Regions from separate parts of the Rattus norvegicus genome. Here region 1 is linked to region 2. Evidence: chromatin contacts called from public HiChIP or PLAC-seq data. All regions are on one chromosome and are shown on one strand. Each heading gives the region's core, a stretch centred on a gene start, on an enhancer-like site or on the middle of the called end of the contact. The rest is flanking DNA. Distances are from core to core; before and after follow the strand shown. Region 1 holds the start of Brms1l (BRMS1 like transcriptional repressor). Region 2 holds the start of Ppp2r3c (protein phosphatase 2, regulatory subunit B'', gamma).

The links. HiChIP or PLAC-seq counts read pairs in DNA pulled down with a chosen protein or histone mark.
Region 1: a contact with region 2 is called in an H3K27ac HiChIP or PLAC-seq map of oligodendrocytes, with 12 times the contacts expected there. The contact joins the promoter of Brms1l here to the promoter of Ppp2r3c in region 2. A contact is called at or near these places in 3 of 12 Hi-C or Micro-C datasets (the A7r5 cell line, hepatocytes and mammary epithelial cells) and 1 of 1 datasets of contacts at active chromatin or transcription factors (oligodendrocytes).

What each region holds. Positions count from the first base shown.
Region 1 is chr6:78,999,500-79,003,991 of GRCr8, reverse strand. Brms1l (BRMS1 like transcriptional repressor) reads right to left here and starts at 2,189. Exons shown (of 10, transcript NM_001395086.1): 1 at 1,925-2,189. The coding sequence starts at 2,066. LOC102546497 (a long non-coding RNA gene) reads left to right here and starts at 2,372. Exons shown (of 4, transcript XR_005505941.2): 1 at 2,372-2,508; 2 at 2,921-3,010; 3 at 3,296-3,395; 4 at 3,615-3,908.
Region 2 is chr6:78,403,995-78,408,443 of GRCr8, reverse strand. It overlaps Ppp2r3c (protein phosphatase 2, regulatory subunit B'', gamma), which reads left to right and starts at 2,518. Exons shown (of 14, transcript NM_001014196.1): 1 at 2,518-2,544; 2 at 2,895-3,096. The coding sequence starts at 3,039. Prorp (protein only RNase P catalytic subunit) reads right to left here and starts at 2,302. Exons shown (of 7, transcript NM_001106730.2): 1 at 804-2,302. The coding sequence starts at 1,789.

The DNA of each region.
Region 1 (4,492 bases), core at 940-3,439, 600 kb before region 2:
CTACGAACTGTATATAGAGTATAAATGTGACTCTTACCCTACTTCATGTTAAACTGGCTAATTTTGAAGTTTCACCCATGTCCCCAGCAAGGCGGATGACCTCAGAATTATTTTTCTCATCTCAGGTAGGTTCTAACTCGACATTCCTTCTGTCGGTTTGGACATTCTTACATAAACAGCACACAAGCTGAACAGCAATATGCTCAAAATACTTCATCTTCTATCTTCATTTCCATATTTTATTTTTTGGTTAGCTGTGATGCTACCCACATCTCTCCCTGTATCTGAGCTTCCTCTTACCTCACTCCTAAACTTGTATCCACCGAGTCTGGGTTTTGTCTTCTTTGAAATCTCTCACGTCTACATCATTCTTTGCCTTTTCAAGCTTCTTGGTCTCCCAACCAAACTTGTTTTCTCATCCTTCTATAAGCCTTGAACTCCGCCCTTTGCACTTTTTCTTACATTCCTTCTCCTATATGAACTTTCCACCTTAACTATCCCAACCCAAACTCTTCAAAACAACACAGTGGCTCTTTCCCCACTAAATGTGCTGACCACGTAGTTCTAGAGTCTGTCCTCTGCTCCTAACAACAGCATTATGTACATTCAATTGTTTGTTTAGCAACTTAATCAAGTGGTAACTTACAACAAGCTTTTAAAATATTTTTATCAGTTCTTTGAAAATGTTAATCTGAACCACCGCCATCCCCCTATTCGCCCAACTCCAAGTCCTCTACTTTTTCTTTTTTGTAAAACTATGGCGTTCAATCTGGTTTGCCTGCCCTGATGTGTGGTTGACCTACCAAGGGTCATACTAACAAATGCCCTTAGCTCTGCTAGTGGTGGAACTACCATGCCCACCTCTACCCTATTGGGATTTCTGTCCGGATTGAGCCTGCCCAGGTCTTGTGCACACTGCCATAACTACAATGAATTCATGTGTTCAAAAGTCCTATTGAGTAAGCAAAATACTGTTCTTCAACCGAGATAAAATAACTATAAATGTTTGCCTCGTGCTGAGTGAAAACTCTCCCTCATAAATATTTACTTTTGGATGGCTGACTTATTGACATTACCTTCTTCCATTAAGAAGTATACTCTGACAGACAAACCTAGAAAAAAAGTGTGGAATGATACCACACTGTCATTAACCTATTATCAATGCTTCCCTTTTCATGGCCAAACCAGGGTTAGACAAAGAAGTCATTCTCAGTCTGTCATATGTTGGAATAACAAGTATTAAAGACGCAGAAGAAATCGCCCGAAGTTACAAAATAATCATCGCTTGAAGATTCTGGGAATGTCAACACTGCCCACATGGTCCTGATTAAAACCTGACAATGATTTGAAATTATTCCTCAGGCTGGTCCTTTGTCGGTCTTGAAAACTTTAGAGAGCTACAAAGAACCGGAGAGTTCCCAAGTCAATCCCCTCGAGACCTCTGATGACAGTACTAGCGACAGGCTGATCTGCAAGTGAAGGTTAATGAGTTTCAAGCCCGCCAAGGACCAAGGCAAATCTATCCTCAGTCCGCACACATGCAGACAAGGGTTGGGGAGACTACTAGTAAAGGGTCGGTGGTATGAATTAAAGGGCATTTCCAGTCTTCCAGATCAGCAAGCCGGACATTCCACTCCCCAGTCGGTAGCCCCAGGGTACCGCCAGGTGACCCTAGGGCGGGTCCCACGGTGCACAGAATCGCCTGGGGTCCCCAAAGCCCGCAGGCGCTCAGCCTTCCCGGGACCGGGAGCTGGAGCCCGCGGCGCCCCGCAGCTCCGGGTGCCAGAGGCCAAGCCAGTCCCCGCCCCTTCCCCATCTCCCCGCCCCGCGCTCCCAGCAGGACGCGCCGCCCGGCGTGAGCACCGCGGCCTGTCGCGCGCCCGGCTCAAGGGACCCGGCATCCCCGCCCAGCTGAGTCGCGCACCTGAGCTGTCCCCATCCTCGGAGACCGACGAGCTCTCGGTGTCCTCGTCTTCGGAACTGCTCCCCTCGTTCTCCGCGTAGTCCACCTCCATCTCATCGTGATGATTCGTCTCCTTCTTATCTCCTCGGGAATGGACCGGCATTTTCCAGCCGCGCCGTCGCTTCCCACTCCCTGCTCCCAGCCCGGCCACTGCCGCTCCAGAGAAGGGCGCGCCGAACGCCCCGACCCACCCGGCCGCCTCGCTCGCTCCGAAACCCTCGACTCCTCCCCACCCCCGGCCAGAGCCTCACAACCTAACCCGCAGGCTGTGCGCTGCGAGCTCAGCCATTGGTGAAAACTGTCCCTGAGCTGGAGGCGTGGCCTGCCTTGCAAGCGAACGATTGGTTACCCGTGATTACGGCGCGGCCTTCCGCTGAATGTCGGGAGTTGTAGTCCTTAGGCCTCAGAGCTTCACGGGCTGTGGGTTTCTAAGGTTCAACTGCCTCAATCACTTTTAACTTCGGACTTCAAGTCCCACAAGGCAGGAAAGCTGGCATACTGGAACGCAGTTTATAAACTAAACAGAAACAGATTGCGCGGATTTGGTCTGTACTTATCCTTTTCCCGCCAATTGGTTATTTAATCTGCCCAGCTACTCAAAATGTGAAAAGAATGTGAAAAGGTCCTTTGCTTGAAAAGGTTTTTGCACACTCTATGAGCATGGAGGGCTGCAGAATCGTCTCTTCTACATTAGTATTACTTTTATTACGGCTAATAAACTTAAATTGAAATGTAGATGTAGGAAATAATTCGTACTTTGTAAATTTTCACAGAGAAATTATAATTGTTCTTGAAATTTTTTCAACCAAAAAAATAGAGGGAAAGGAAGTTTTAGTATTTCAATTTTGCATTCTTACATTTTTTTTTTTAATGGAAGAAGCTACCCGTTGATTTAATTTCAGGTTCCGATGAAAAATTAATGTTTGACTTAAAAAGGTGTCTTTTTTTTTTTCAAAGATAGGATTACACAGACAAGGATGACGCTGTAACTACCATAATAATCGTAACTTATAACTGACCACTTTCACTCATTATCAGGTTATCTTGGTAAGTTCACTGTGTGGGTTAGATGAGTTGATTTTTTTTGTCAACAAAATATATGGTTCAAGTATTAAAGGGACATCAGGAAGTAGAATGAAGCTTAGTTGTTCTGGAACTTGCTCTGTAGATTGACCTTGGCTCAGAGATCTGCTTGGCCCTGTCTCTTGGGATTAAACCACACCTTGACTTAAATTTAGCTGAGTAGGATCTGTTATAGCCTAGAACATAGATTCTACTCCCCGGTGCCCCTTTAAATATTTTTCCTTTCTCAGCTTGCTCCTTTTCTTACAGGTTCAGAGGTTCTGTCCATTACCACCAAGGCGGGAGCAGAGCTGAGAGTTCTTCATCCTCATCTGAAGGCTGCTAGGAGACTGGCTTCCAGGGAGCTAGGGTGAGGGTCTTAAAGACCACGCCCATAATGACACACTTCCTCTAATATGACCACACCTACTCCGACAGGGCCACAGCTCCTAAAAGTGCCACACCTTGGGCCAAGCATATTCAAACCATCACCACCACCACCATTTCCCGCATTTCAGATGCTCTCGTGCTCCCAGACAATGACTACGATCTGTACTTAGTCCTTTTTTTCTTCTTCTTTTCCTACCAGGCTATATTCAGCCACCGTGGGCTACCTATAGGACTGTGAGTTCCTTGAAAGCAAGGGTTGTTTTAATCAAGTGTGAAAATACAAGGCAAAGCACAGCTACTGTGTGTGGGCAGCTATTATGTTGCAACCTGCCAGTTGCTAGGATCTGAGACTACCAGCATGTTTGTCCAGACAGAGTCTTGCTGGTCTTGAGTTCACTGCATGGCCTCATCTTCCTGAGAGCAGGGATTCTGGCTCCTAGTCTTGGGTTCCGCTTCTCAAATGCAGATCAAATAAAAACAGCTGTTGGCAAAAGCCCTTGGTTCCAGTTAATCTTTGTTATATCAGTAACCAGAGAGTGTGTGCTAAATAGTACTGAGATTTCTAGTGGCTACTTATGCCTTGCACTGTTGGGTACTTTAAATAAGGTGGTTCATTTAATCTCCACAACAAATCTGAGAGTTAATTTTACACAGGAGGAAACTGAGGTACAGAGCAGTCAAACTACCTCACCAAGGTCATACGGGTAATAGATAACAGGTCTCAGCTTTGAACGTTAAGTAGTGTGGCATCAGAGCTTGCATGTACTCTCTTGGCACACAGTGGTCCTCAAGTGGGTGCTTTCTGCTTCTGCTGTTCAAAGGTAAGCAAAGGGGGCCAGGCATGGGTGGCTTAACCGTAGTTAACGCCAGAGGCTGCAGCAAGAGATTTGACACAAATTCGAGGTCAGCCTCAGACATAAGGAAGTGAGAGAGCAAGAGGCATGGATTCAAGCCACACTTATCTAATAACCCAGAAGTAAACTCGACAAAACACAGAATCTCTGGTCATTTATAAAATAAGTTTTGTGATCTTAACTTTAAATTCCTTCCAAAGTCTCAGATTCTTGTCAGAAGCTG
Region 2 (4,449 bases), core at 1,269-3,768:
ATGAGTCAAAGCAAAGGAGAGTTGGGGGGTGAGGGGTGAGGTGGGAATAGCCAAACAAGACAAGACTCAAAATAAAATGGAAGGATGGTTCTCTATTTAATGCTTGAGTATCGGAACTGATCAGGAACTGCATCATCCACTCCAATCACTGTAACTGATGAAACACAGGACTACAGCCTACCTACTGCACATATTTCAGTAGCCACCTTTGAAAATAAGAATATGATCATCCAGTAAAGTACTTGGTGCACAAGCAAGATCTGAGCTCAGATTCCCCAGAACCCACACCTAAGCCTGGCAGAGCAGCCTGACCCTGTAACCCTAGCAGTAAGGGTGTGAAGACAGGCAGATGCAACCTGCGAGTCTAGACAAAATGCTAAGCCCCAGGTTCAGTGAGAGACTCTTGTCTCAAAAGTAAGATGGAATTTGACTGAAAAAATAAAAAACAAAAAGAAAAAGAAACCTTAAGTCAACCTCTATTGTTGGCACATGCTGTGCCCACACACAGATACAAACCCTTTACTTGCTATAATGTTGCTTGTTGTTCATGCCAGACGCCTCAGAAAATATAGTTCTAAAAAGAAGAGATCTGTTTATATAAAAACAGAAGGTGCTATATAATTTCCTTTTACGTGACAAGTAGAGAGTAGTACAAATTTACCCCTACTACTTTCTTAGGAGAATATTTTGTTTTAAAGGAGAAACAACTCTTATCTCAAGACAGAAAAAGGCATAAGTTGAATAAAACGAGTCTTAGCAACTAATAAACAAAACACAGACCACATATACAAAATCAAAGTTACCTTTCAAACCACGTCTTTATACTGTGTGCAAATGACTCTCCAGGATACAGCTGATTATTCCTTAGATACAAAAGAATGTCCAGGAGTTGGTTTGAATACTGATCATCATTCATGTCTTTGCCATGATCAAAGAAGGCTTTTAAAGTTTCCAACAGAGGGATGAGATTATGACCTACCAACTCCTGATACAAACTCCAAGCCACGTTCACATCTTGATGAAGGAGGGCTCCTTGTATACAGTCACCATAGTTCTTTTTGGAAGGGACCATGACTTTTTTAATATCTTCTAACAGCAACAAGGCCTCTCTCCATCTGTCTGAGTGGATTAATCCCCGGATGAGAAGGGTGTAACCCCCAGATTCTAAACTCTTGTACTTGGCTTTCATTATTTCGTAGACATCGATAACTTCTGACGTCTGCTTATGAAAGACACAGAGATATAAATACTTGACGAGTAAATTATACCCCACGATACCATTGTTCTTTGCTGCTACCCAAGCCAGGAGAGACTTGGCCACATCGACTGAACTGCAGCTGCGTGTCATCTGTGAAATGACGAAGTCTTCGAAACTGGCCTTTCCTTTGAAATCTTCTTTAAGTTTATCCCACTCTTCGGAATTCAAAGGTTTAGTTGGGAGTTGGACAGTGCTTTTCACAGGCAAGGTGTGACCTTGATTCTGAGGGTTACCACTTAGGTGGGACCTCTTCTTAGCCTCTCCAGCAGCAAAATAATGAGGACCAGAAGAAGCTTGTTTATTGCTGTCATTTCCTTTCTTGAGTGTTCTAGCTTTAGTAACCAGTAGATTGAGTATTTTGCTATTTGGAGGGGTGGTAGGTTTAACAGAAAACCATCTCTGTTGGTTCCCGATGACACAGTGAACCCCGAGAAAGAAAGAGGCAGAAGAGGTCGCAGGGCCTAGTTCAAAATAAGGGTTGCTCTTCCAAAGTTTCAGAAAGCTCCGAAAACCAGACAAATAGAAAGTCATTCTGCTGTGAGTTGAATGAGACAACTTCTAAAAACAGCTTCACTCCACTATGTAAAATTAAGGTATTGAGGGCTGAAGACAGTGGAAGCCCAGTTCTTGAATTTTTTTTTTTTTTTTGTTTCTCCCTTATAAACAAGCCAAGATTATATGTTTGGAGCGATTTAATGTGAAGGAAAGCACAAGAGTTCTATTCATTAAATAACAATCCAAGGACATCCAACACTAGTAGCAATCCCTAAACCAGAAGACGGAACGGAAATCCTGAGGTGCCTGTTACCTTCCAATTTTCGAATCTGAAGAAAAAGCACATGGACCTCCCAGTTTAACTCCTGCGGATTACTACGGTCCTGAAGAGGGGCGGGATATCACGGGAGCGAGAACACGAAAATAAATAAAATCAGTCAGGAACCACCAACCGTAGTTCCAGCAGCAGCAAGAAAAGCCAGTCTAGGGTTCCTTGCTTTTCACAACTCTCTCCAGGACGCAAAACTCTTCAGAGAAGGGGGTGGGAATCAAGGAAATGCAGCATAAACATCACAGAGAAGGAAGTGAGGTTGAGAAAGAGTTCAGACTTAACTGTACGGACTGCTGACAAACGAAGTTCACTTCATGAAACAACACACCACGCTACTCAAGCTTAAAGCAACCATAAATGCGGCGAAAACTACAATTCCCACAAGGCACCGCGCTGAACGAGCCGCTGGGGCCTGAATGGCTGGAATTCAGGCGTTCTGTTGAGTATGGCGAAGATAAAGGTAATTTTGAAATTTTTAGTATCCAAGAGGGCTGGGTACAGCTTCGGAAGCGTCTATTACATCTTGGGAACTGTTAAGGTTTCCAGAGAGAAAACAAAAATGTGACGAAAATACTTTTCTCAATTAGGAAATGCCAATGGAGTCCTTCACCTGTGGTGCGCACGCGCCAAATGCCCAAACGAAGAAGTCACGCAGATTTCTTCTGGCCTTTAAATATCTGACTTGCTGAGCTGGGACACCCCCTTAAGAAGGATAATTTTTTTCATCTATTTCATGTCTGATTTCGTCCCTGTTAGCGTGATCGCCGTATCTGGAATAGCTACAACATCTTTCCTTTTTTTTCTTTATAGCCAAGGCTTCCGCCCTTGCCCAAGATGGCGTACAGGCATCCTTCTTAACTTCCACTTGTTTTGGTGGCGTCTGACGTTGCAGCTGGTAGTGGGTGGAGCTGTTAACAAACCGCAAATGTAGGGTCCTCTGAGCGGGAGTCAGCCATGGACTGGAAAGACGTGCTTCGTCGGCGGTTAGCGTCGCCCAACTCGGATCCAAAGAGTGAGTTTGAGAGGGACCGCCCTCTAGATAGCCCGCCCTAGGCTAGAAGTGGCGGACCAGGTGAATAGGGTAGCGGAGGAAGTGAGAGCCGTACTTTGCGCGTCTGTTAAACTTCCCTGACAAAGGAGTCAGAGTGGAATGTGCTTTCGAGATATACCAAGGGGTGACCCACATTTCTTGGTAAATGACCTGCTAGGAATGAAAGCATAACGGTGGTTCCCATTTTCCACGATCTTAAACTTAGAAACTAGACTTAGGAACCTTGATTCAAACCTTCAATCTTACCAAGACTTGTAATTCATCCTTATAGGTTTTTTCCTCCGTAGGAACAGCGTTTTATCATATAGCCGAGGCTAGACTTGAATTATTTACCCTTTTTGTTCCTGCCTCCCGAGTGCCTGTCCCCTTTTACGCTCACTTTTCACTTAACCCTCCATTTTTAAATTTCATCAATCCGTTTTACATTGCTTGTACCTTGGTCCTTCACACTTGCTTGCCAGTCTTGTTAAATCCTTCCAGTTCCACACCAGCTCCTGGGCAGCTGCAATTGGCTAAAGCAAAACAGAACCTGGCTAGAGAGATGGCTCAGCCAATTAGAGGCTAGACCCAAACCAAAAAGATAACCCAAATCATTGTGCATTGTGAGTTCTATGCTAAAGTATCTGTTTTGGTTGTATCTGCAAGAAGAGCATTTGCTTTTCTACACTTAATTCATCTTCCCAAACCTCCAGTCTGGCTTCTCTGTTGTTCCCCTTAAATTGGTGAGCTAGCTTATTTTTCAACTCTGTATCTCAAAGAGGAAGTAGACGCAGGTTATAAAGGAGAGCCTCAACTGTTGCCAGTTACCATTTCTCTCAGGTCTTAGGTATGTATCCTTACCTCCGACCTTCACCTTTAAAATGAATTGTCACTGAGCACATGGCTTTAATCCCAGCACTTGGGAGGCAGAGGCAGGTAGATCTCTGAGATGGAGACCAGCGTGGTCTACAGAGTTCCTGGACAGCCAGGACTACACAAAGAAACCCTGTCTCTAGAAAAGAGTTGAGTGTAGTTGAGTCCCTCCTGCCCCTCACTAGACTGCATTCTTTCTCATACGGTCACTGGCTTCTCTTCAGTGTTTTCCTCTCATACATTGGTAACTTTGCTTTTTCTCCTCAATCATTTCCATTGCCATTAACAAGTGTGTAATGTATGTGCATGTGCACTGCCTGCTGAGCGAAAATTGAGGACGTGGCCTACACCTGGTTGAGGAGAAGCTTTTGCTGTAGCTACGAGGGCGAGTTCAGACTAGGAGAGTCCCGGCTGAACCGGAGCAGCAGAATAGACTTTAGCATGAGAGGAGAGTGGTGGGAA